Regions from separate parts of the Sus scrofa genome. Here region 2 is linked to region 1. A link is a contact called in public HiChIP or PLAC-seq data. All regions are on one chromosome and are shown on one strand. The core of a region is the stretch at or near the end of the contact, and the rest is flanking DNA. Distances in the headings are between cores, read along the strand shown. Region 1 holds the start of STK38L (serine/threonine-protein kinase 38-like). Region 2 overlaps STK38L (serine/threonine-protein kinase 38-like).

Region 1 (4,207 bases), core at 742-3,241:
AGTCATCTCACGGTTCCACTGGAAAAGAATCTGCTTCCAGGCTTACTTATGAGGTTGTGAGTATGATTCAGTTTCTCTTGGGTTGTTGGACTGAGTGCCTCAATTCCTTGAAGACCTTGCTTTGTTCTTTGCCACATGGACCTCTCCATGAGACAGGGGACAGCATGACAGCTGGTTTCCATCAGAGTATGTAAGAAATAGAGCAAGAGAGGATGAACAAGATGGAAGCAAGAGTCTTTTGTAACCTAACATGGAAGTGACATCCCTTCATTTTTGCTGTATTCTCTTTTTCAAAACCAAATCACTAGGTTTACCCCACACTCAGGAGCGGTTTGTGCAAGATGGAAATATTGGAAGGTAAGGATTACTGGGAGTCATCTTAAGAGCTGCCTACAACAGAGCTATAACAAAAACTCATTTTTTGGTATTTTAATAATTGTATATTAATATAAGCAATTTCCTTTATAGCCCTAGGTAGTTTCTTTTATGCATTTAAAAACACTATTCTGCAAAAGGGCCTATAGATTTCACCAAACTTCCAAAAGGGCACTTGGCTCTAATTTGATTCAGGTCAGGCACCTTCAACAACCTGGGGGAATTTGTTTGGAATGGCCTCAATTTAGAAATTGGAAGTTGAAGATGTACCCTGCCCCACATTACCCTAGTCTAATACCCTACACATTCCTCTAGTGCTATGAAAATATTATGGCATATTTGAAAATATAAACTTGCTATAGGATACTCCATAAACTGTTTCCAATCCTACCACACTTGAATTAGTATGTATGCACTAGAGGGAGAATGGGGTGCAGGCATCTGTCAAGCATGTTTGATTATAATTAAACCTCTTATTTTCACGTATGTCAACTGTCATTTGTGTCTTAAAATGACCATATGATGTAGGAAGAACTGATTTCTTCAAGAACACACTAATTACCAGACAACATAGTGCTTTTTCCACTATCAAGGTATATATGAGAAAGCAGAGTGTAAAAAAAAGAAATGATATTATGATTCTTCTCTAAGTCTTTCACGTGCGTTGCCTACCCTCATCAAAACTAAAGATAATGGTTGGCATCTCTGAATTATATTTTCTGCAAGCACAATGCCAGCTTTGCATATTGTCTTAACAGTCTAAAAGTTAATGGTATTTTATAAAATCTCTAATATTCAGATAGAAGATAAATTTTTCAATGATAATTAGGAATGAGTCTCTTCATTGGCTTGTCCAGTAAGTTTTCTCCCTAAGCTCAAATGCATCATCCTCCCAAACATCTTTTCTGAGGCACACTACAGGATGGTGATTTTTCTCATAGTTTTCTTATCCTAAATAAGCAACCCAGTATTGTCAGTTATTTTAAGATTTTCCCCAAGCAAGATAACTCGAGCAAGTTTTTCATGTATGTCACAGAGTTTTTTGGCAGCTTTTCCAAATGCGAATCTCTCTCAAGTTGTTAGAGTCATGGTGAAATGGAAAAGGGTCAAGAAACCTGAGTGGCTTCTAGATCTCACAGCTACTAACTAGGCAGCTTGATCAGTCAGTCCAGTTTTGTTGACCACATTGTCCTACTCTGCAAAATGTTCCCCCAAATCACTAAAATTATCTCTAAGCCACTTTCCATCTCTATCATTCGCATTGCATAGTGAAGCATCAAGAAAAACTGTTGACATTTAGAATACGTGACTAATGTAGCAACACACAGGGCCACTCCCAAGAGTGGCCTGAACTAGCTCTGGGCAGAGTAGAGGGAAGTGAGATGAGGCTGATGAGAGGAATCGGTGACCATTCAAACAACTCCACCGCCAGGCGCAGGTGGATGGGGTGGGGCGGGGGGCGGTGTTGACGACAGAAGACTACTTCCGGCTGTGGTGCGTATGACGTCAGGACCGATTCGGACCGGCCCAGCCACCAAGAAGCCGAGCAGGGAGGGCTCGCGAGAGTTCAAGGAGGCCACCCCGAGATTCCGGCGCGGCAGCGGCGGCGGGTCCCACCTCCTGGGGGCGGGGCGAGGGCGGAGCGGGCAGCAGGGAGCGGACGGCGCCGGGCCGGTTGCGGTCCGTGCGGAGGCTGAGCCGGCCGCGGGCGCGACCGGAGGCAGGTGAGTGTGGGGATGCGGCGCTTTGAGGCGGCAGGCGCTGGGGGGCTCGTCTCGCTGTGCCAGCCCCAACTCTGTGAGCGGAGCAGGAGATTTTATGTGTCTTTGGGTGTCCAGGGAAAGACGGGCTCATTTCGCGGCTGGAAATGCCTCCGGTGAAGCTCCAGCGACGGCCTTGGCCCTCTTGTTCCCTGGAGTGCTACTGGCCCCAGGTGTCCGGAGAGGTGGCCTTGATCCCAGGGAGGAATCTTTGTCCTTCCCTGCTCCTTTCCCCTTCCACGCCTCTGCCCCCGAGCACCCTGCTCCCCGTCCCTGCCTGGGCTTCGTAAACAATAACAAATGTCGCGGATCCTCTCCTGTATCCCCAGCTTTCCCGTCCCGTGCCTTCCAGCTGGTGCCACTGAGGGGAAGGATTCTGGGCATAGCTCTTAGATTGTGGGGGCTGTTTGTGTACCATTCCTAAAAACTGATGCGTCAGATTGCTAAACATTTCTCAGACACTGTAAAGCCGCCCAGCTCCCAGAAGCCACAGTGTTCAAAACCGGTCTCGGAATCTGCCACTGGAACCCTAGACCCTTCTTTTCAATATCGTTTTCTCCCAACCCTTTTTTTCACCTTTGCTATCGGGGACAAACGAGTGCTTGTTTGGTATGAGAAGAGGAAAGACTCTACCCGATTGAGTAGGAGACATTTCACCTTTAAAAAGTTGCCAGGTTGATAGCAAAAGAACAAAAGTTTATTTTCAAAAGCGGTGGCCTCCCGTTTACTGTTGCTACTTTTGTGGGGCCGCTTTTCTGGTCCTTAGTTTGGAAGAAAAGTATAAAAAGAAATAGGAGGGGGGCGGGAGAGCTGGTGGTGCTAGAAGTAGTGGATGTCCAAAGGGTGATGCTGCCGTTCCTCACTTGATAAAATGCAGAACCAAAGCTCTTGTCTATTTCATGAAACTTGTGATAAGTTTTGATAGAAGCCAGTTGCTCGGGAAAGGTGGCCGGAGTAATAGCTTTATTACTAACTACTAAAATCTGAGGAAACAACTTTTAAGCGTTTTACTTTATGTCTCCTAGCTGTAAGATGGGAGAGAGACCTTGTCTTTTGGGGGCTGTGAGTGGGGTGGGGGCTTAAGCTTGTTAGGTCTCCCTACTTTGAGGCAGGGTCTATTGTTGTTTAAGCTCAGTTTCCTTACGGAGGGAAGGTTTTTCAAAGTTCTTTGTCTCAATCGTAAATGCATATAGATACTGGCAACCTCTTTGTGTTTGGCCTTTCTTTGTATTGCCTCAGGATATATAAAACAATTAAGTTTATTATAGTCTCTACCCAGTAGCTGGGAGGTATTGTATGTGAATTAGCCACTCTTGTGACTATTTGATGGAAGAGAAGTTAGTCCAAAATAGAACGTTAAAGTATGATGATATTTGCTCATTGCAAAGGTTCATTAAAGTAATTTTGTGTAAAAATATCCTGATCTCAAAGGAAGTACAATGCATAATTTTTTTTTTTTTAATTTGATCTGGCTTAGCTTTGTGGTGTTCTCCTCGTTAAGATGGCTGATAATATTTCCCATTTGGTTGGGATATATTTAGAATGAGAAGTAAATTGGGTGTAGTTTTTGTAATCCTTTAAAACGCCCTGCCATGGGGAATGAAAAAAAATTAGACTTAGAAAAACCACATTAAATGAGTGCCGTTCTTCTTTTAGTCTTTTGATTTTGAGTTTGTTTCAGAGTAAATCAAAGGATAGAGACCAATGAGCAAATAAAAAGGAGTCCTCAGCCATTTTTATGCCGAAAAAATTAATTTCAAAAGGTAGGACACTATAAAAACAAAGGAAGAATTGTGCTTTGTAGAAAATGGTGACAAAGCCATGGACTCAACTCAGCCATTTGTTTTCAGAAAAGTTCCGTCCCCTCAAAGTAAGGGCAAGATCATTATGTTAGCGAAATTGGATAACTCTTTGGAAGGTGTTTTCCAGTGATCTTGTAAAAGTCGGAAGCTTTTTTGCATGTGTGTGGCACTCTTTTGAGAGAGAAAAGAGGGCGCAAATCAAAGCCAGAGAGATCTGCATCTCAATGTAATGTTAAAATCATTTTATTTTACATAAACAGTGGAGAGTGA
Region 2 (3,862 bases), core at 638-3,137, 38 kb after region 1:
ATATTATGGGAAGTAGGATGGTGAGGTCAGTGTCACTTTGCAATTTTATATGCTTCTAGATATTCACATTTTTACGTGGAATATATTTTACTTTCATAAAAAGAAAAAAGACATTTCCAGTTTGGGGAAAAATAGTGCATTTTTATATTTTAGAAACCTTATTTCATCTGCTGTAGAACACCTATGGCAAATTCCAGGGACCTGAATATTTGTACACTTAGGTCTGCCCTCATACTCAGATGTCTTGGTCAAGGAAGTGCAGAATATATGGCTTTGAGAACCTCACTTTGGGGCATAATTTCATAAGGAAATAATTAGAGGTATGGTCCCGAGCTAAATCTGCATTACTCATTGGTGACTAACTTCTGGAATCACAGTCCTGATAGCCTTCAAGAAGCCTTTGATCACAGTACTGTGGTTTCCAGAAAGTTTGGGGTACAAGTGTCATTCTTCAGTCATCTGAAGAGCTGGCAGAAACGAGTTATTTGATCCACAGATCCGTAAACCAAATAGAGGAAGCAGTGATTTAGTGTTGGATACAGACGTCAGTGACAGAGCAGGTAGGCACCAGTGTAGTCCAGGACTGACCTGCTGTCAGTGTTCTGATGGGCAGCATCTCTGCGGGGGCCGTTCAGCCTGGCAGAGCTGCCGCTGCACTGTGGACTCTCCAGCTGGCTTGGGAGCGCCACCTGAAGGGTGAGTGACCGGTTCTAGACCAGGAGTTTCCATCAAGTAGCCAAGTGACTGTGGGCTTCACATCTGTAAATTGAGGGTGATAGACTAGATAACAGAGTTTCTGTTTTCAAATTTGGGGGTTCTAACAGTCTTGCCTGGTGGTGAACTAAGTTTGTGACCAGAGACCTTTAGTGAGTGGAGTCTTGAAAAATGCTGGGTTCAGTTCAAACAGAATGGAACTCATAAGCTGATTCATGGAAGGGTTTGCCAGTATACTTACTTGAATTACAGGATATCCTTGATGACAAAAAGCCCATACTATTTACTTTTTATTCCATTTGAGGCATTTTCCCCCCTCCTATATTTGTTTTCCGAGTAAACCATAACTGTGTTCTAAAGATCACAGGTCAACAAAGTAGTATGGCCCTATTTGATACTTATATTCTAAGCTGTTCAGGTATTAATTATAAAGGTCACTAGCACTAAAAAAAGTTTTCTCCTGCCTTAAAGTTTTTTGTTCTCTGGTGTCTTAATGAGGTTGATACATTCTGGATTTTCTCACAGTTGCAGAAGTCAAGTAATCTCTGCCTTAAACACAGTATCTGAGTCTGATGAGTCACATGGTGTGTCTGCTTTTAGCTGGGAGCAGTTTTCCCTGGTCGCTGGTAATGGTCAAAAAAATCTCTTGGGAGAGTTTAAATCACTCAGAATAACTAACATCACTCATAGCTACCTACATCTTGAAATTGTAAGCTTGGCGATACCATGTTTTAATCTGAGTCTAATCCGATCTTTGCTCTCAAAAAGGCTTGCCACTTCTGGCTTTTAGGTTGTTAAATTGGTCTGCTCTCTTTCAGTGAGCAGTTTTCATTTAAAAAGAAACAACAAAAATCAACACAATAATTATAAAATTAAAATTAAGAGCTATAGAAGAAATTGATAGAATGGAGAAATCTACATTAGGTCTCTCCTGAAGCTATTCAGTGATGTAGAAGCTTTCAGTATTTTGAATGAATGGGAAATTTGAAACGAGTTTATATTTTTAAAGTCATTTTGGGAAACTGGTATTTTACATCCTCACTTAATCTCAAGTCTGTTTTCAAGTTTCATTTTGTGTGTGAGTATTGGCTCCCCCCTCTCTTCCTCTCTCTCTCCTCTTAGAAGCTTACTTTTAGGAAAGTGAAAGGCAAGAGTGTAGGGATGACCACACTTTTTGTAATTGGGCTGCTGAGGGATTTATGTGTTCAGGCTGCTTCCCAAAGCTTGCTCCTCCCCTTTCCTTCACCAGCTTGTCACACCACCTCTCGCCACTCATCGTTTTCCTGCCTTGCCCTTTCATTGGTTATTTCCTGTCACACCAAACCTTCACCTTTTACCACTAAATAGGCAGTTTGGGTTGTATTGGTGTTTTGCATCAGGCAGTATTATCTCCCTTAAAACAGGCAAAGAAAGAGTAAAGGCAAGTGGGGGTCTTCTTAAAGCCAGAGCATTCATTTCCTCTCTTCTGGTGATTTTGGAGGGGTAGCTCCCTTATCTTTTATGAGACCGGAAGTCAGTTTAGGTGAGATTTGTGCTGCCTTGCTTTTTGATTTCGATGTGGGCCTTTTGAGTCCCCAGTAGAAAAGCTGTTTGAGGAAAGAGTGACAGTTTGAGCCCTTGTAAACATGCACAGTATGAGCCACTAAAAAAAAAAAAAAAAAAGTTTCCCTAAAAAGAAGTGTGAGATATGACTGAATAACTTGGAACAGAATTCCCATTAGTCTTCTGGTTTGCCTTCAGTTTTATTCCGTGACTTCAGACTCTTTTTGCTTGTCTTCATAATCCCACTCTAAACTAAAACTGAGAATTTGGTTCATAGGGAGAAAATTCAAGTACAGCGTTTCTTAGGAGACCACCTCTGTGGGCTGATGAGTACAAGTTGGTTCCCTTTTACTATTCCTACCTGCACCCTCAAACACTCTTAACTACCTTTTTTCTTATTATAAAAATGATTGTTTTCCCATTATTGAAAACTTAGGAGATTCAAAAAACTGATAAAGGGTAAAATTTAAATCATCAATGCTTTCACACTGTATTTCACCATAATTTATCTCCCCTTTTCCTCTGTATAGTTGAGTTCTTTTTTTTTTTGTTTTTTTGTTTTTGTTTTTGTTTTTTTTTTTTTTAGGGCTGCACCCACAGCTTGTAGAAGTTACCAGGCTAGGGGTTGAATCAGAGCTGCAGCTGCTGACCATAGCCACAGCCACAGCAATGCCAGATCTGAGCCATGTCTCTGACCTACACCCACAGCTCACGGCAACACCGGATCCTCAACCCACTGAGCAAGACCAGGGATCGAACCCATATCCTCATGGATACTAGTCGGGTTTGTAACTGCCGAGCCACATGGAATATCTATATATTACCTGAAAATAGAACTTTGTATCCTGTTTACTTATTATTTCTTATTTTCTTAAATTTTGGAGGATAAATTTTCTTCAGTATTATTTCTATGCTATTTCATGCTATCATATTCCATCAGCCACTTCACCTAGTTTTAAACATTTATTTATTATTTTAAGTAATGGGCTTTGAGTAAGAAAAAAACTCTAAAGATCTTTGCAGTGATTTTGATTATTTTCTTAGCATAGATTCCCGAAGGTGGAATTTTTTATGTCAAAAGATTAAAAAAAACCTTTAAAATTCTTCATACAAAGTGCTATGTTCCCTACCAGAAAGGATAATATCCTTACAAGTTAACATAAGCCCAGTGAATGGTATCATCAAGATAGTGACACAGGTTATTCATAACTTCCTTCCTCCTCACAAGAGTACCAACTAGTGATTACCTATAGACCAAACCCCAATGTGAAAATCCAAGAACCCACGGGTGATGCTGACACACCCCCCTGGGACTACAGAGATGAAGAAAGACCACATTAGAGGGGAAGAAGGAGCAGCTCCCTTCTGAAGACATTGCTGCTCCCCCAGCCAGCCAAGGGCCAACACCAAGAAGGATGCCCTGAGTCTGTGGGTTTCCCAGTGGGCAAAGAGCCCAAGTTGGATATCCAGCCCCACTCGGTGTTGTGGGATGCTTCCTGGGAAGCCCGTTTGCATCTTACCTCACAGGGATCACTGGGGAAATTTGCAGGACTCAAACCACTGGTGGACACTAGAGACAGAGAAGGGGGGCTGAGGTTCACAGCAA

Evidence for each region. HiChIP or PLAC-seq counts read pairs in DNA pulled down with a chosen protein or histone mark.
Region 2: an H3K27ac HiChIP or PLAC-seq map of alveolar macrophages shows a contact between it and region 1. The contact joins the enhancer-like site here to the promoter of STK38L in region 1. A contact is called at or near these places in 1 of 5 promoter capture datasets (fetal liver), 7 of 47 Hi-C or Micro-C datasets (alveolar macrophages, blood, embryonic fibroblasts and 3 more) and 2 of 2 datasets of contacts at active chromatin or transcription factors (alveolar macrophages and skeletal muscle).

The regions. Positions count from the first base shown.
Region 1 is chr5:46,572,500-46,576,706 of Sscrofa11.1, reverse strand. It overlaps STK38L (serine/threonine-protein kinase 38-like), which reads left to right and starts at 1,991. Exons shown (of 15, transcript XM_021092164.1): 1 at 1,991-2,099.
Region 2 is chr5:46,534,901-46,538,762 of Sscrofa11.1, reverse strand. All of the region lies in intron 2 of STK38L (serine/threonine-protein kinase 38-like), which reads left to right. Among named protein-coding and RNA genes, the nearest start is that of STK38L, 38 kb to the left of the region's middle. Within about 2 kb of position 1,887, at least 21 of the 83 cell types and tissues checked have an H3K27ac peak or open chromatin away from gene starts, as enhancers often do. A contact at or near this core is called in alveolar macrophages, where this site is marked.